2 separate regions of the Mus musculus genome follow, and region 1 is linked to region 2. A link is a contact called in public promoter capture Hi-C data. All regions are on one chromosome and are shown on one strand. Each heading gives the region's core, a stretch centred on a gene start, on an enhancer-like site or on the middle of the called end of the contact. The rest is flanking DNA. Distances are from core to core; before and after follow the strand shown. Region 1 overlaps Cog5 (component of oligomeric golgi complex 5). Region 2 overlaps Lamb1 (laminin B1).

Region 1 (2,959 bases), core at 191-2,690, 620 kb before region 2:
CAGAAATCTGCCTGCCTCTGCCTCCCGAGTGCTGGGATTAATTGTGTGTGCCACCACGCCCGGCAAGCAGGCTGTTTTCTATTTGTAGTTTTACTTAAGGCAGTTCACCCAGTGATACATGGCTGGCCAGGTTAGTACTGTTGAGTTTTCGGAGTTAAGAAATAGATGGGTATTTACTTCATAATGATATGCATATTTATCTGTATGGGAATAAAAGAGATGGGAATCAGGTGTAGTGTACATACATGCAATCCCTGACCTTGGGGCAGGAAAATCCCAAGTTCCTTGCCACTTTTGATTTTTAAAAAGCTTAAGAAAATGTGATGAGTCTTCGATAAGAAAGAACACTTTAACATATACCAGTGAGTTTATATATGAGGAAGGTTAATGATAAGTTCAAGGGACAGCTTGCTGTCTTTACTAGAGCTTTCCATAGTTGTCTCTTGTGTAACAGCATTAGCAATATGCTGTTATCAAGAGAAAAGATGTTCGTTATGGACCTGCCTACACTGATAATAAAAACTGCTTTATTTTAGATCATCTCCTGTACACATCATAGCTACTAGCAAAAGTTTACATTCCTATGCACGCCCACCACCAGTGTCCTCTTCTTCAAAAAGTGGGCCAGCCTTCCCTCATGACCACTGGAAGGAAGAAACACCAGTAAGACATGAAAGGGTGAGTTTATTCATGAAGTCAAACTTCTACAAAGTTTATACAGTGGTTGAAAACATTACCTTTCCCCAATCTGAGAGATTGTTTTGAAGAACATACAGATGCACAAAAATATTTCATTGTTCATTATATGCATTTGATTCTGTATTTCTATTTTTAAGAAAATTTATTACAGATGACAGTATTTAAAACTTCAAGAAAAAAAGTCCTTCAATAGTGAAAGCTTACTTTCCTTAATCTTACAACTAAGTTATATTTATTTGAAAGCTCGAGTTTAAAAGAGGTATTAAAAGATCTTTTAAAAATAACAAAACAGAAGTTTCTGTTTTCTCTGTACAGGCAAACAGTGAGTCAGAGTCAGGCATTTTCTGTATGTCCTCCCTGTCAGATGATGATGATCTGGGCTGGTGCAATTCCTGGCCATCCACCATTTGGCACTGCTTTCTGAAAGGTAAAGAAGTACTTAAATGATTTGCAGCTGCCTTGGTAGCACAGCAGGCTTGTAATCTGATCCCTTCTTTCTAATTCAACTTCAGGCACGCGGCTGTGCTTCCATAAGGAAAGCAATAAGGAATGGCAAGATGTGGAAGACTTTGCTAGAGCCGCCAGCTGTGATAATGAGGAAGAGATCCAAATGGGCACTCACAAGGTTCATTTAAAATCCTTCTAAAGAATTTCAAACTGGTCAACCTTCAGGGTTAATCTAGAGGAACGCTCTACTTGCATTCCTATTTAAATGGCACCTTGCCCTCTGGGTAGGGAGTGAGACCGCCCAGTGCTTAGCATGGTGGGCAGAACCATGACTAGCACTTCCCAGCCATGCTTCTAAGGTGTGCGGTCTGTGTGACTTGGCAGCTTTATGCTTTAAATGCTCTTGTTCTGGAAAACTAGACTAGCCTTAAAGACAAATAGTAAACTAATTCAAACCTTCAGTTCTTAAGTATATAATGCAGTGCATGTCTTCCATGGTTAATTGAGAGTTTGAGGTTACTTCTTAAATGACCCCAGGAAACTCTCATTTTCTACATTTATAAGTAAAAACAGTGGTAAGCAACATTAGAATAAATATCTGTTGACACATTTTACTTTTAAAACTTTTCATTTCTCTATCTCTGTTGCAGGGAAAAATAAATAAATGAATAAATAAGCAAAATGGGATAATATAAAATACCAATTGAAAATTCCTTCTTGGAGCTTCCTGTCTCCTGTCAAGTTTTGAGAAAAAGTTGATTATCTTGAGCATGGTGTCTTCATCTTGGTGTTACTCTTTTCTTAGTAAAGTGTGCAGTCTGATTTTGCTTCTCCTACTTTACACAAAATTTGTCTCCTAGTTTTGAAATCTCTGCAACATTTGCTCATTGAACTACTTCCTGACATTGCTGTCCCTTAGTTTACACAGCAGCAGTACCCTAGTTCTCAGTCCATTGCTTATTGCTGCAGTGTCTTCCTCTTCATAGCCCTAGTGACTGGAGCACTGACAGCAGCATCCAGGCGGCATCTCTGTAGAGAGCACTCTGAACTCAGTGTGTACTCCAGCAAGTCTTATGTGAACGACTTTAATCATCTGGGCCTTCGCATCCTGATATGTAATGTAAACGCAGGCTAAAATCTTAGTAGCTTTAAGAAAAAAGGCTAATTTTTTTAACATTTAGTATTTATTTTATGTGCATTGGTGTTTTGCCTTCATGAGCATGTCTGTGTGAGGGTGTCAGATCCCCTGGAGTAGAGTTAACAGTTATAAGCCACCATGTAGATGCTAGAAATTGAACCCAGATCCTCTGGAAGAGCAGCCAGTGCTCTTAACAAAAGAGCCTTCTCTCCAGCCCTAGAAAACTAATTTTGACTATTTGTTAATCTGCCCTCTACTTTTCCACCTGCATGTTAGACCTCACTAGTGAGCCATGATCAATTTTTCACACTCAGTATGACTTGGGGTACATCTCATTCCTAATTTCTGCCTATCTAAGTATTTCTTTAAATTAAAATTCCTTTAAAATATTTTTGCAGACCACATTCAAAACTACGAAACTGTCTTTCATTATGTTCCTTCTCATCCCTTCATATTCAGTTTTCTATTCCATAGTATTCACAGCATTGTTAACCCATTATGTGTTGATCACCTAGTATACAATTGGGTGCTGTAGCTAGCTGCAGTCATGTGTCTTTTTCTGTGAATGCAAGGGTAGACACTGGTTTCTTTCTTTTCACCTTGTTCATGTGTTCTGTAAGCCCACCACCTGACATGTGTTACTCAGTAAATGCCCACTGAATTTAAGTTTCATCT
Region 2 (2,912 bases), core at 373-2,872:
ATAATGGTTTACAGCCCATAAGCATGTTGGAATAATTGTCTTCTATGTGTTACGGCAGAAAAAGAGCCCACTCAAGATGCGAACTTAAAAGTCTTAGGAGTGCTTTCTACGAGCTCTCTGGCAAGCACACTGGATGTGCTCTGTTTCAACAAACATGAACAAGGACAGAGAGCCAGCACAGCTGAGCTTTCCTCAGTGAAGATCAGGAAGTACTGAGGAACACAAAGAGGAAAAAGTCAATTCACAAGAAGATGGCAGCTGAGAACCTACAGAAATAATCACAGGATAACTGAAACAAAAACAGTGAGAAAAAAAAAACCATTAAGCCACGTCTTACAAAAAAAGCCTGCACAGAGAGGGTGCCGCCACTCCACACCCATTTCCACCCACTCTTTAAGATCCACTCTGTTGAAAGCAGAAGATAATACCAACCCCTAAACTTTGCAGGTGTCCAAAAAAACTGACCACAGTTCAGGATGGGTGACACGCTTGTCTGTTTCTGACTGCAGACGTGGGCAAGAGGGGCGATGGCAGGTACAGAATGGTTAAGGGTTTTCCTGTCTCCAGTACACATGGCTGCTACAGGAGTGGGGACTGCTGCTCTCCGGTGCTGCTGGGGTCTACAGTGGAGGCAGTCACCCTCTTATGTCTTGAGAGAGACCTGAAAATACTTGGTGCTACTATCCAAGGTACCTAGGGCCCAGGGCCATAAAATGAGTGTCTTTGCCAGTTTTCTTCCCACCTGACTCTTAAAGATTCCTCTGTCTAGGCTGAGAAAAACTAGAAGATAATGTTGGTGTATATATAAAAATATATCTCAGTTGTCTCAGGTTTCCTCCCATGAAAAAGAAGAGGAAAACCACAGGGAAACCTGGCTTGGTTTCCTTTTGGCCTTCTGCCTGGTTTTCATTAAACTCACTACTCAATTTCACCTGGCTCCAGAGTTACTTTTTAAAAGCTTCTAAGAAATTAATCTGCTCTTTGAGGCCAGCTCAGACCTTAAGCTTTACCAGGTAATATTACTGGAACAAAGGAACATTTTAGCAAACACCGATGGAAAAAGGTTCTGTCCCTGAACAATTTTAAATTCTTCCACTTGGATGTTGCAGTTCAAAGCAAAACAAGCAAGGTTTTTTCTTGTTTTTTTTTTTTGTTGTTGTTTTGTTTGTTTTTGTTTTGTTTTGAAGGCCACACTATAAAAAGGATCTAGTTTCAGAAGTCAAGTCCCTCAGCAGATACAGGAGGTGGGGGAGGGGCTGCCCAGAGGAACAGTTGAGGCAGGAGCAGGCAGGGAGACACACACATGCTCTGTTCCCCATGCCTTGATCACGGCTAACTGACAGTGGAGCCCAGCACCTTGAGCTCAGGAGTCACCCCTACAGGATTACGAACAGCAATACTGGAGCAAGGCAGAAGGTGTCTGTTTTCTTTGTCTCTTTATAAAAACAAAAAACAAACAAAAAACCCAGAGCTAATGAGAGCAAACGCCAAGCCTCACCATCTGTGCAACAGCCGACAGGTCGAGACTTTGCAGTTTGCCGGCCAGTTCGTCCAGGAGGCGTGCCTGTTCCTCCTGCTGCTCCTTGAACGGAGACTCTCGCTCCAACATCAGATCTTCTACTCTGTCTCGCGTGAGGGCAGACTGCTCCACAGTGCTGTTGGGGTCTGTGGTGGAGGCATTCACCCGCTTCTCTGCCTCAAGAGACATCTGGAAATACTTGGTGATGCTATCCAAGGCGCCTGGGACAGGAAGCGAAATTGCCCACAGTTAACCTCCTTGTCCCTGGGTCCTCCCCAAACAGTGCCCATTTTTGGTATCTGATAGCCCTGATTTATACTGGCTTTAGGATTCAAGGGGAAAAGAAATCTGGAGGGAAGCAGAGTTTCCATGTTACGAACAGTAAATCTCTTCTGTCCCATCAGCCCCTGGTCAAGCACTGGTGTGAAAGAAGTCAAGCCATCATGCACACACCATTTCTGTATTTAGGCAAATATCTAAATCCTGGTGTCAGGGAGCCTGGAGGTGTCCAGGTGACTGTTTCTCTTTATCTACTTGGGTCCATTCAAACAATTATTACACACATAAAGAACACAGTACATTTTGGCTATAGGGACCTAGTAAAACAAAATGACTACTGTGGAATTGTGTCATTAACATATGTCACCTTTGCTTTTGGGGGAGGGTATGATATAGCCTGCATTATTGATTATTAAAATATTTTTGAGTTACTAAGTAAGCAGTAATCTCAGATGCAAAAGGACTTGCAGAATTAACAATATTTTAGTAGCCACAGAGGCTAAGGACAGGCCAGGGAGTTAAACTGAGAAACGGACCACATTTTAATGCAGTAGGGCCTCTACTATGTCTTGTCCCCAGGTCCCGTACTGGAAAACCAAGAACTTTAAGCCCCACTTGTGCCAAAGACTCAATTAATAAAGATTTAAAACTGTTAGAACACTTTTTTGTTTGTTTTTAGAAAGTATTAAGTGGGTAGATACAGGGTCATTTATTATCCAGGTTTGAGATTTCTCACCCTGAATATCGGAGTTTTTGATAAACTCCAGCTGTTCTGCCAGCTCCTTCACGGTCTTGTCAAGGCTCTCTGCTTCTGCCTGCAGTGCGCCGAGCTCTCCAGCTGTGCTGTTACTCTGTGAAGCTGTATCAGTTAATTTCACTTCTACCTGCGCCATCTTTTCTGTGACATCTTTGGTTAGTTTCCTGTGGAAAGAAAAGCAAGCTTACCTAAAACTGGCCCACACTGTCAGTCTTACTTGTGGGTTCTCCACTAGCACAATCTCTCACTCTCTACCTTCAGACTATACTTCAGTTATACTCCTGTGTTTCAGCTTTCTTCCTAAAGAGACAACGGAAGCGAACACCTTTTCTTCAAATACTCTGAAGAAAAATACCA

The links. Promoter capture Hi-C pulls out the DNA fragments that hold promoters and counts their contacts.
Region 1: a promoter capture Hi-C map of cranial neural crest shows a contact between it and region 2. The contact joins two enhancer-like sites. A contact is called at or near these places in 3 of 39 promoter capture datasets (the C10 cell line, cranial neural crest and hippocampal neurons), 4 of 484 Hi-C or Micro-C datasets (cardiomyocytes, cortical neurons, embryonic fibroblasts and 1 more), 2 of 115 datasets of contacts at active chromatin or transcription factors (cardiomyocytes and extraembryonic endoderm stem cells) and 1 of 9 other capture datasets (embryonic stem cells).

The regions. Positions count from the first base shown.
Region 1 is chr12:31,935,337-31,938,295 of GRCm38.p6, reverse strand. It overlaps Cog5 (component of oligomeric golgi complex 5), which reads right to left. Exons shown (of 23, transcript NM_001163126.1): 23 at 666-1,119. Hbp1 (high mobility group box transcription factor 1) reads left to right here. Exons shown (of 11, transcript NM_153198.3): 4 at 537-678; 5 at 1,015-1,126; 6 at 1,212-1,324. Among named protein-coding and RNA genes, the nearest start is that of Hbp1, 13 kb to the left of the region's middle. Within about 2 kb of position 1,440, at least 27 of the 459 cell types and tissues checked have an H3K27ac peak or open chromatin away from gene starts, as enhancers often do.
Region 2 is chr12:31,319,726-31,322,637 of GRCm38.p6, reverse strand. It overlaps Lamb1 (laminin B1), which reads right to left. Exons shown (of 33, transcript NM_008482.3): 25 at 2,535-2,719; 26 at 1,499-1,740. Among named protein-coding and RNA genes, the nearest start is that of Dld, 30 kb to the left of the region's middle. Within about 2 kb of position 1,622, at least 21 of the 459 cell types and tissues checked have an H3K27ac peak or open chromatin away from gene starts, as enhancers often do.